Regions from separate parts of the Mus musculus genome. Here region 1 is linked to region 2. Evidence: chromatin contacts called from public HiChIP or PLAC-seq data. All regions are on one chromosome and are shown on one strand. The core of a region is the stretch at or near the end of the contact, and the rest is flanking DNA. Distances in the headings are between cores, read along the strand shown.

What was found. HiChIP or PLAC-seq counts read pairs in DNA pulled down with a chosen protein or histone mark.
Region 1: a contact with region 2 is called in an HNF4G HiChIP or PLAC-seq map of pancreatic cancer cells. The contact joins two enhancer-like sites. A contact is called at or near these places in 2 of 484 Hi-C or Micro-C datasets (the G1E-ER4 cell line and Th1 cells) and 1 of 115 datasets of contacts at active chromatin or transcription factors (pancreatic cancer cells).

What each region holds. Positions count from the first base shown.
Region 1 is chr3:61,477,448-61,482,754 of GRCm38.p6, reverse strand. No RefSeq gene overlaps it. Among named protein-coding and RNA genes, the nearest start is that of Gm40061, 88 kb to the right of the region's middle. Within about 2 kb of position 3,629, at least 6 of the 459 cell types and tissues checked have an H3K27ac peak or open chromatin away from gene starts, as enhancers often do. A contact at or near this core is called in pancreatic cancer cells, where this site is marked.
Region 2 is chr3:61,342,595-61,348,596 of GRCm38.p6, reverse strand. No RefSeq gene overlaps it. Among named protein-coding and RNA genes, the nearest start is that of Rap2b, 19 kb to the left of the region's middle. Within about 2 kb of position 4,351, at least 76 of the 459 cell types and tissues checked have an H3K27ac peak or open chromatin away from gene starts, as enhancers often do. A contact at or near this core is called in pancreatic cancer cells, where this site is marked.

The sequences.
Region 1 (5,307 bases), core at 2,380-4,879, 130 kb before region 2:
GATTTCACTTAGAGAAGCAACTCAATAAAATTTTCTCTTCATTAGTGTCTTCCTTATTTATATAATCTTTCTTAGAAAAAAAAATAACAAAGTCTTTCTGGTTTCCACAATAACATTTGTTGGCATGGCTAAGAGAAGCAGGATCCTGGCCACATTTGGAAAACTCTATGCAATCGATGTGTTAAAAAATAATGTGAAATCATGAATTTTGCCTAAAAGCAAGTCATATAACCTCTTATATAATAAGTTAATTTCCATTGCTTAAATAAGTCCATATGTTAAAATTACCCACTTGTAAGTAAAACTTTGAAAACATCTTCGATTTTGCAATTTCTCTCTTTGATAGTTTAAAATTCAGTAATCATGTAATTTTTCCTCACTAACATAGATACTCCATGCCACATCCAAGCACTGATGAATGCTATTCACAAATAATTCAGATAGTTTTCTTTTTCTAGCAGGGTCCATCTATAAGTCCTAGAGAAAGTAGCAGACAGAGGATGATAGGCAGCATATGCCCTAAAACTCTAGAAATACTGCTCAAAAATTCTAGGCATGCTGAAGCTTATTTTATTTCACTTGAATTAATCAATTTGGTGTGTGAACTTAAAGCATTTTAATGAGGCTTTCAACACAATTAAGGAAATTGTGGTGACTTTTTCACTACCATAAGCATAGTGACATTAGTCCCACTCAGCTTTACTAAGAATTTCCAATGAAATAATACCAGTGCCATGGCAATGAATGTAGAGTCAGTAGTCTTTAAAAGACAACTTAGTGGACTACTTTGAACACTATTAGCAAGCAGACATACTACGTTCGAGAGTAACTCTAGTACTTTCTTCTATCATTAAGGACCACGTATATCCCAGTGACCAGGATATTTTCTTTACACCACAGCATTCTACATTAAAATATATATCATAATTTCCTCAAGTGATCTAATTTTGGGATATTAAAACATACTTTGATTATGATATTCTTTATAAAGTTCTTCAGTCAATAAACTTAAAAAAACTAATAAAAGTTTAGCTGTTCTGCCATAGGGTTTGCCAGAAAATTAAATATACTCAAAAGAATTACAAAATTCTAAGAAATAAGTACTACCTTCCTAAATTATCTGAAAACTAAGCCATTATTTTGAATATTTTTTGGAAAAGTTTTCTGGGAATCACCATCACCTTTGTAGTCTCTCTTCCCAGGACATTCTTGCAATCCAAGAATGTGAGGTGGTAGTTTTAACAAGTTGTAATTTGTAAACTGTTACTCCTCAGAGCAGTTGAGGAAAACTTGCCAGGTCTATCTACCCAAGGACATGCGATTCCCTCATGCATCAAGGACATGTCACCCCTCAGTGTTTCAGTCACTATCTTAGATCAACAGTGTTCCTCGGGGGCTTACTGGTAATAATCCCTCTTCATCTGTATTGAAGAACAACAGTGGTGTGCTGGTGATTTGGAATGCAAATGTTGTCGCTGTGTAGAAGATTTAACTCTTCTACATCAAAGGTAAGCATATATTGAACTAGTTTGAGATCGTCACATATATTGTAATATTTCATTGTAAGTTTATACTATTTTATTACTTTATTAATGTCTAAATAATTTTAATTAATATAATTTATTTATTTATTCTTCTCTCATATATTGCATCACGACCCCAGTTTTGCCTACCTCCTCTTCTCCTAGCACACCACACCTCTCCTCTCTTCCTAATCCACTCCACTTCCATTTTTCTTCAAAAAAGATCAGGCCTCCCAGGGTTATCAAGCAAGCATGATGTAACAAGTTACAATGAAACTAGTCATAAACCCTCATTTCAAAGCTGGACAAGGCAGCCCAGTAGGAGGAAAAGGGTCCCAAATCAGGCAAAAGAGTCCCACTCTGACTATTAGGAATCCCACAAGAATGACAAACTACCATATATGTAGAGAGAATGACAACAACAACATATATGTAGAGAGAGGACCTAGGTCAGATCCATAGAGGCTGCCTGATTGTCGATTCGGTCTCCTATGAACTCCTGGTTAGTTGAGTCTTGGGCAATGTTTCTATGATGTTTTTGACCCCTCTGAATCCTATAACACTTCTTCCCCCTCTTTCACAGGATTCCCCTAGCTCTGCATAATGTTTGACTGCTCCCACCAGTTGCTAGATGAAGCCTCTCAGATGACAATTATACTAAGCTCTGGTTTATGCATATAGCAAGCTATCACTAGGAATCATTACATTGACTTTTTATTGCCAGTTTTGTTTTGTTCGATCCTAGGTCTCTGGTCTATCCAGTCTCGGGCTTGTGATCATTCAGGCAATGTCATACAGGGACTCCTTTTCATAGCATGGGTCTCAAGTCGGACCAGTCATTGGTTGGTCACTACCACAAGTTCTGTGCCACCTTTACCCCAACACAAGTTGTGGGCAGGATTATAAATTATAAATCCAAGGTTTTGTGCCTGGGTTGGTGTTCAAATCTCTCCATTGGAAGGCTTACTTGGTCAAAGAAGATAGCCGGTACAAGCCATCACTACAGGTCTTTGCTAGGATCACCTTGTAAATTTCAGGAAGCTTTTATTACACCAAGTTTCTACAAGGCCCCTAAAATTTTCCACAATTCTAATCTAGTAATTAGTGCTAGATTATTAGATTAGTACTAATCTAGAGATTCCTTCCCAGTAGTCTCTTCCTCCCACCCCTGATCTCTACAGTTTACATCCATACCTACCCCAAGGCCACTCAGAAAATATATTTCTCCTTCCCTGGAAGATCCCTGTTTTCCTCCTAGAGCCTTCCTTTTTACTTGGCCTCTCTTAGTCTACATGAATTGTAGCATGGTTATCCTTTAATTTATAGCTAATATCCACTTATAATGGACATATATATTTTTTTCCATGTCTGTCTTTCTGGATCTGGGTCTGGGTTACTTCACTTGGCATTATTTTTTTCTAGTTCTATCTATTTTCCTGAAAATATCATCATGTTATTTAAAAAAAAAACAGCTGAGTAATATTCCATCGTGTAAATGAACCACTTCTTCTTTATCTGTTCTTTAGTGAAGGGATGTTGCCATAAATCTCCTCCCAAATATGCCCCAGCAATGAAAACACAACACAGTTAATATGATTACATGCTGTGCACCTGGATTGGGCAGATCTACCGCTACACTACCATCTTCCACATCTATGAGACCCCTTAGAACTTGTGGTTTCTCCAAGCCATATGTTTATGCTCAGCTTTTCTTCTTCTTCCTCCTCCTCTGCATCCTCTCCCTCTTCCATTTTCTCCTTCTTCTCTCCCCCACGTCCAGCTCCACCTTCTCTTTTGTCTGCCCAATCAGCTCTCCTTTATTTTGCAAATTAAGGTGGGAAGCAAGTTTACAGGAAATGACCCAAGTGCTGACTCACTCCTTGTTTGCAACCCCTCAACAGGAGAACAGATTTAACATCAAATATAATTAGCCCCAGGGCTATCCACAACAAAGGGAAATGTAAGTTTTTTCCATTTCCTGGCTATTACGAATAAAATTGCTATGAAAATTGTTGAACAAGTGTCCTTGTGGTAGGATGGAGCACCCTTTGGGTACATGCCCAAGATTTCGATAGCTAGGTCTTGAGGTAGTCAAGCCCCATTTTTCTGAGAAGATACCATATTGATTTCTAAGGTAATCCCCTCAGCAGTGGAGGAGTGTTCTCCTTGCTCCACATCCTTGCCAGCATGAGCTGTCACTTGTGGTTTTGATCTGAGCCATTCTGGCAGAAATAAGTTAGCATCTGAATGTAGATTTGTTTGCATTTCCCTGATGATGAAGGATGTTGAACATGTTTTTCTAGTATTGTTTGGCTTTGTGAGATTCTTGAAAATTCTTTGTTTAAATCAGTACCCTTTTTTAATTGTATGATTTAGTTTTTTGGTATCTAGTTTTTTTTTAATTCTTTATAAATTTTTAATATTAGCCATCTGTCAGATGTGGAGTTGGTGAAAATATTTTCCTATTCTGTAGGCTGTCACTTTGTCTTATTAACAGTATACTTTGCCTTACAGAAACTTCAGTTGCTTGAGGTCCCATTTGTTAATTGTTGATCTTAGTGCCTGTCTTATTAATAGTCTATTAAGGAAGTTGTCTCCTACGCTAATATGTTCAAGGCAATTCCCCACTTTCTCTACTAACAGATTCAGTTTACCTTTCTTTTTCATATATATTGATCTACTTGGACTTGAGTTTTGTGCAGGGTGATATATATGGATTTATTTGCATTTTTCTACATGCCAACATCCAGTGAAACTAGCACCATTTGTTGAAGATGCTTTCTTTTTACCATTGTAAAAAGCAATTTCCATTGCTTCTTTGTCAAAAATCAATTGTCCATAGATCGACCTGTCTATTTTTATTCTAGCACCATATTACTTTCATTACTATAGCTCCATATTACACCTTGAAATCAAGGACGTTGGTACTTCTGGAATTCTTTTACTGTACAAAATTGTTTTATCTACCCTGGGGTTTTGTTTTTTCCATTTGAAGTTGAGTAATTTACTTTCAATGTCTGTAAAGAATTGTGTTGGAATTTTGATGGGGATTGCTTTGAATCTATACATTGATTTTTTTATAAGATGGACATTTTTATTATACTTATCCTACTGTTACATGAACATGGGAGATCTTTCTTTCTTTTGATAACTTCTTTAATTTCTTTCTTCAAAGATTAAAGTTATTGTCATAGAAGTCTTTTACTTGTTTGGTTATAGTAATCCCAAGATATTTTATATTATTTGTGCCTATTCGGAAGGTTGATGTTTCCCTGATTTATCTCTCAGCCTGTTTGTCATTTGAATATAGGAGGGTTGCTGATTTATTTTTTAAGTTAATCTTGCACCCAGTCATTTTCCTAAAGGTATTTATCAACTGTAGGAGTTTCCTGATACAAGTTCTGGGATCGCTTATGTACGCTATCATATCATCTGCCAAATAGTCATACTCTGATTTCTTCTTTTCCAAGTTGTATCTATCTCCTCCATCTCCTTTAGTTGTATCATTGCTGTAGCTAGAACTTCAAGTACTATATTGAATAGATATGGAGAGAGTGGGCAGCCTTTTCTTGTTCCTGATTTTAGAGGAGTTGCTCTGAGTTTATCTACATTTAACCTGATGTTGCCTATATGTTTGTTATGAATTGCTTTTAAGTATGTCCCTTGGTCTATCCAAGATTTTTATCATGAAGGGATGTTAGATTTTGTCAAAGGCCCTTTCAACATTTAATAAGATAATCACGTGGTTTATTTCTTTCAATTTGTTTACACAGTAGATTACATT
Region 2 (6,002 bases), core at 3,102-5,601:
GGCAAACATATGGCTACATTCTCAATGACACAGACATATGGTTAAATCATTCAATGAAAAATGCTATCATTTCCACAGGATAATTCATTTTAATCAACACAACGACTTTACATGATTCTTTTCTTATTCTGCCAAGTCACTATACAGAAGGGGAAAGAACCAACTTATTCTAAAGAGACAATGACTGCAGGAGAGTCTGACATTCTGCTAAGAGATTATTTATGCTTCGTTTGTGCCATTTCATACTACCATATTTTTCTCCTTATGGCCAGAGATCAATGCCCACACATATAATAGCTCAAGCATTTTGCAGGTTTTCAAAGTCAGGATTTTACTTCTTGGCAAGACTTAATATACAGTCATATGCACCATGGAGTCCTGAGGGATCTGATGGCGTCATGGCTTCAGGCGTGCTCTCTCTCTCCCTCCTTCTTTCCCTCCCTCCCTCTTCCCCCTTTTTTTCTCAGGATGTCACATAATTGGGTTCTCCTCATCCATGAAGCTTTCATCTTTTTTTTATATATATATATTTGGGGTGCCTGACATTGAACCCAGAAACTTGACAGGGCAAAGCATGTCTGCTACCACTGATCTATACCCCTAACACAGATGTTCACACAGATGTGAGATCTGGGCAGAGATTCAGTACCAACCTCCCTTCAGAATAACAGCAAAGATTTGTCCCTGAGCCACATAGCCAGGAGTTGACAGAGGGCATATGATAGAACAGATCTGACTTCCAGCTTCCTTTGTAGTGTCCACAAATTAAGAATGGTTTGTAACTTTTTTGTAAGTTAAAATAGGTGAAGTATATTTAATGATAATGTAAAAAAACTTTAAATTTTAAACTTTACTATCTATAAATAAATTTTAGTTGAACATAGGTGTAATAATATAGAGTGGCTTAAATTCTTTCTTAATAAGACTCCATGTGTAGCTCAGGTGGGGCTCGGACTCAAGATTCTCTCCTGCCTCACCTGCCCAGTGCTGGGTGACAGGTATGTATGATCAATTGTGTTTTTTTTTTTTTTTTTTAGGATATACGAGTTAGATTGATCAAATTGTTTCAAAGAGGTGGGGACTAGCTCACATATGGCTAATACGGCTCTTCCTAGGAAACATGTCATTTTTGTAGTGCTTAGTCTGAGTTCTCAGGCTTAGACAGACAATCTAGAATCATCTGAGAAGAGAGTCTAAAAGGATTGTTTAGATCCTGTTGGCCTGTGTGCCTCTCTATGGGGTATGGCACATTATCTTGGTTGCTTTTTTTGTCTTTTCAGACAAGGTTTCTTGGTGTAGGCTTGGCTGTTCTCTGTCTTTGGAGTGGTGGGATTAAAGGCGGGTGCTACCATCACCTAGGTTTCCTGGTTACTTTAATTGAAGTGAGCAACCTTCCCGTTATGAATGCTACTGTCTCACACGTTTGGGTTCCAGAAACCTAAGTGTAGAGAGGAGGCTGATGGGAGAGAAGCACGAATGCACTGATTTCTCTCTGCTCTTGACCGTGGATATGATGTGACTGTTCAAGTCACGGCTGCCATAACTTCCCTACAATGATGTACTCTAACCTAGAACTGTGAGTTAAGTATGCCTTTTCTCCATAAGAGAGTTGTTCTTTGTCCTGGTCTTTTAGCCCATCTATCACAACAGATGTGAACTATCTATAACACCCCTAATCATGGCCATTCAGGCCATATTAACAGAACTCATGAAGCTTGCTTTATTTACTCAATTCGTCTGCTTACATTTATGCCAGACCTGGTTTTACTAAGAGATTAATAAGTATTTGTTGAATAAGTATAGAGTAAATAAACTGACTATAACCTCTGGGCTAAAGCTTCTTCATTATATATCGTTCTTTATAGGTGAGGAAAGGAGTTCATTTCTTACTAGAGTTGAGTGAATTATAACAGTAACAAGATTGCAAATCACACACACAGTGTGCACACACACAATTGGAGCAAAATGGAATGGTATGATCTGACCTTTTGAGTCTGATGACACCAGGCCCATTCAGGAGATGGCTGATTCTGGTGTGGAGTCACTTAGGGGTCAGATGCAGGCACCCACAGAGGAAGAAACAGACCGTCTCGTTTCCTTCCCAATGCCATAGATTCCCCTTTAGTAAAGCCATTTACCTGTTCCATCTTCTTCTCTCTTGCTCACATATTTCCTCAATGTACCTGAAGATAATTTACTTTGTATTATTACACTCATAACATTTATTTTATTTTTGTTTCTTTACTTTGCCTACTCACATCTATGCTAGATCACTAAGGACTGCTCCAGAGCCCTTCATTACACAAATCAGAAACGATTAGTTCTTATGCATTAACAAAGGAACAGCTCTTATCTGTGGAGTCTATGTGCACTTCTAACCCCCTTAAGATACTAGGGATATCCCAAATAGGCACAAGTCTCCAGAGATTCCAGTTTTCCATGAGGCTGTATTTCACACATGCCCATGGGGTTGCTACAGTGCTATCCCATGCCTCAACTGTGAACTGCACACTGACTTGGCCCTCACTGAGCTCCAGAGAGAGAACAATGATCTTCATATAAAGGAAAAGTACTATTCTCAAGATCTACCTTTGAGTATCCCAGCTGACAGGCTGAGAAACTGGTGTTCTCCATCAAACACTGAGGTGTGTCTGAAGCTTGCTTCAGGCTGGTGAGATCTGACTGATGAGTCATTTCCTTTGATCTGGGGCAATGCCGGAGAGCAGGACCTGCCAAAGGAAAGCTGGAGCTTCACCAACCTAAGTGATTTATTTAAATTCATCAGAACATCTGGAGCATCAGCTGGTCTACCTGGGGCTCTTAGATGACTCACTGCTGCTCTTTAATAAATGAACCCTTGCTGCCTCTACTGAGTTTTGCTGCATGTTGTGAAGTGGTATTTGTTTTCCCCACATAGCAGCATTTTAACACAAAGAGTCTCTTTCTCCAGTGCTCAGTGCAGTGAACCGTGGAGAGGGCAGTTACTGCTGCCCTCTCCAAGGGCCTGGAATGTGAGTTTCAGATATGCATATAATGAAAACCAGATCATCACAAATACAGTCCCTAGGTTCAATACATGAAATATGGCCATTTAAGAATGACGAGCAACTGAAAGTTCATCATATGCATTCTATGGCCTTTACAGTATACAATCTAAAAGTCATAAAAAAGCTGACACAAGGGGAGGAGGCAGGTAGGGTGGTTTCTATAACCCCAGTTCAGAGGTCCACACTTCAACTACACACTCTGTGAGAAGTCTAACCTGAGAACTTGGAGTTTGGTTTTAGCACGTGGAACCCTAGTATCCTGGGCCCTACAACTTCTGATTAAGATGTTGTCTGTATGCTTCTCCTTGAAGAAATGCCCAACCCGTTGTTTCCCTTTCTTTGTCCCACAGAGTTTAAATGCAGACATTTGCTTTGGTTCCAAAGTGGTCAAGACACGAAGAGTGACTTACTTGGCTTCTGATTTCCTGAACACTCAGCCTCCACTTTTCCTCAGTGGGCCTTAGAATTCTCAATAATTAAATGAGAACACCAGAAAACACTGATGCTTTGCAAATTGTTTTAGAGCAAAGCTCCAGGAGACTCTGGAGAAGAACCATGAGGCTAAAGGTTGGGGCTTCCTTCCTACAGCCTGAGGTGAGCTGCATGGTGATAGCCATTCAAACTCAGGGCAAATCCATTTGGGCTAGTTTGCATTCTAAAAATCTGAGATTTTTATAAGTTTGAAAACTCTGTGCTCCATAAAGTCTATGGCGTCTTCTAGATTTGTAAACTTTTAAACACTAAGATAAGTAATCAACCCCCTAAACTCTAGCTTCTCATATCTTGCTGTACTGTAACCCCAGCAAGTAAGTTCCTCTTCAGGCCTTCCTTATTTTCTTCCCATCTATAGACATGAGGAATTGATGACAATAATTTTCAGGTTTCTTCTGCTTTGGAAAGTTCTGTCTGTTTCCCTTCATCAAAATTTCCCAAGTATCTGCGGGCTTAGAAAGATGTTTCACACGGAGGAATGCTTAGGATTTAAAGAGGAATAGACCTTATCAGTTGTTTCTTTGTTTTACATCCTGACGTTTTATATTGTTACTGGAGGCATTTCAAGAAATGGGGGGTGGGGGGGGGGGAGAAAGAAAAACAGATAAGGAAAGCTAAGTACAAACACCGTTCGAATAAGAACTCACTGCAAAGCTCTTGTATTTGCTCAAGAGGAGATTCAAGAAACTGTCTGGCGTGGGTGTGAATAAGACTGAGTCAGAGGAGGGTTACCTCAACACATCACAGTCTTCCTGGTTTCCATCCTAGAGGACTGCTGACCTAGCAAAACATGCTAGGGGATTTCCTTTCTGCCAGCTTCCTTCCACCTGAGTCATGCCAAGTCATCTTTCCCTAACCTTTGGTTTCTCTAGCTCCATGAGCTAGCTCTGTGCCAGAGGAATGGGCAGGGCGATTTCACCCAGCTCCTGTACAGCACCTTCCTTTAATGAGTCTCATCCACTGTGTCCGGGGGCAACATTCTTATGAAGTATGACGTGTAAACAAACTGTACCCAAAACCGCATGCATATCCCACTCACTTTTAACCAACAGTATTCTACTCCTGTAACCACAAAGAAGAAGGGATTGTTGTGATCCCCAGTGGAGTCATTTACAGAGAGGAAGCTCTTAACTCAAGAGCTTTCAGGGGAATACTAGGTGTTCAAGAAGCCCGTGCTGGTTCTGCAAAGGGGTCGGGTTCGGTGAGAGCAAACAGTAACAATGGCTCCCATTCATCGAGTCTCCTCACATCCCACCATGACCGGCATTTACAGTTAGGCATTAGGCCCACAGTCTTTCAAAGATATCTTTACTAATTAATTCCTTTTGGCTTTAGGATCTGATCCTTGAGAAGTATACCTTTGCATACAGTGCTTGTAGATTGTATTTCTGGAAACTTCTATACGATGTCTTTTGCATATGACTTTTTACTTTTACTTCTTGCCACAGGAGATAGAAAGGGAACAATTGAAGAATTTCTTCTCTCTCTTTCTCTCTCTCTCTCTCTCCCTCCTTCCTTCTTTTTTCTTTCTTTCTCTCCTTTTCTTTCTTCCTTTCTTTCTCTCTCTCTCTCTCCCTCCCTCTCTCCCTCCCTCCCTCTCTGTCTCTCTCTCTGTTTCTCTGTCTCTGTCTCTCTCTCTTGTCACATCCATTGTCACCACTCCCATGAGATACTACTTCCAAGTATCTAAACTGCTGACTTAGGAACTCGGAAGCCAGGCAGTAATACTTACAAAATTTGCCCTGGAGTGAGAACTAGCTTGATGGAGCTTGGTAATATTAATTCCAATTAAAATACATTGAGTAGTTTCTTCTCCTCTTATGTTTCTCAGCATGGTTTTATGAACCTTTTTTGACACTTTTCTTCCTTTCAAGATTGTTCTTTGGCATGGGTATTTTATAAAGTAGGAAATTACTATGTTGATTTTCTTACAAACTCTAAAAATTGCTTTGTAGGGCTAGGGATGTAGCTCAGTTGTTAGAGTACTTGTCTAACATGATATCCCACATAGGATAAACCAGATATGGCACATACCTATAATCTCAGCATTCAGGGGTTTGAGGCAGGGATCAGAAATTAAAGGTCATTCGTGACCTCATAGCAAGTTTGAGGCCAACTTTGATTACATGAGACCCTGTCTCACAAAATAAAATTGTCTGGTTTTAGAAATATCTCAGCAGTTAAGAACACTTGCTATCCTTGCAGAGCATCTGGGTTTCATTTACAGAATTCAGATGACAGCTCAGAACCATCTATAACTACGGTTCAAGGGGTTCTGATACCATTTCCGGGCCTCTGTGGATACCAGGAATACACTTGGTGTACATGTATGCATGCAGGCAAGACACACATACACATAAAATAAACATTTTAAATTGCCTTGGTTCATGCACATATACTCAGGCATACACACATACACATAAAATAAATACACATAAAACATTAAAAGATAAATAAAAATTG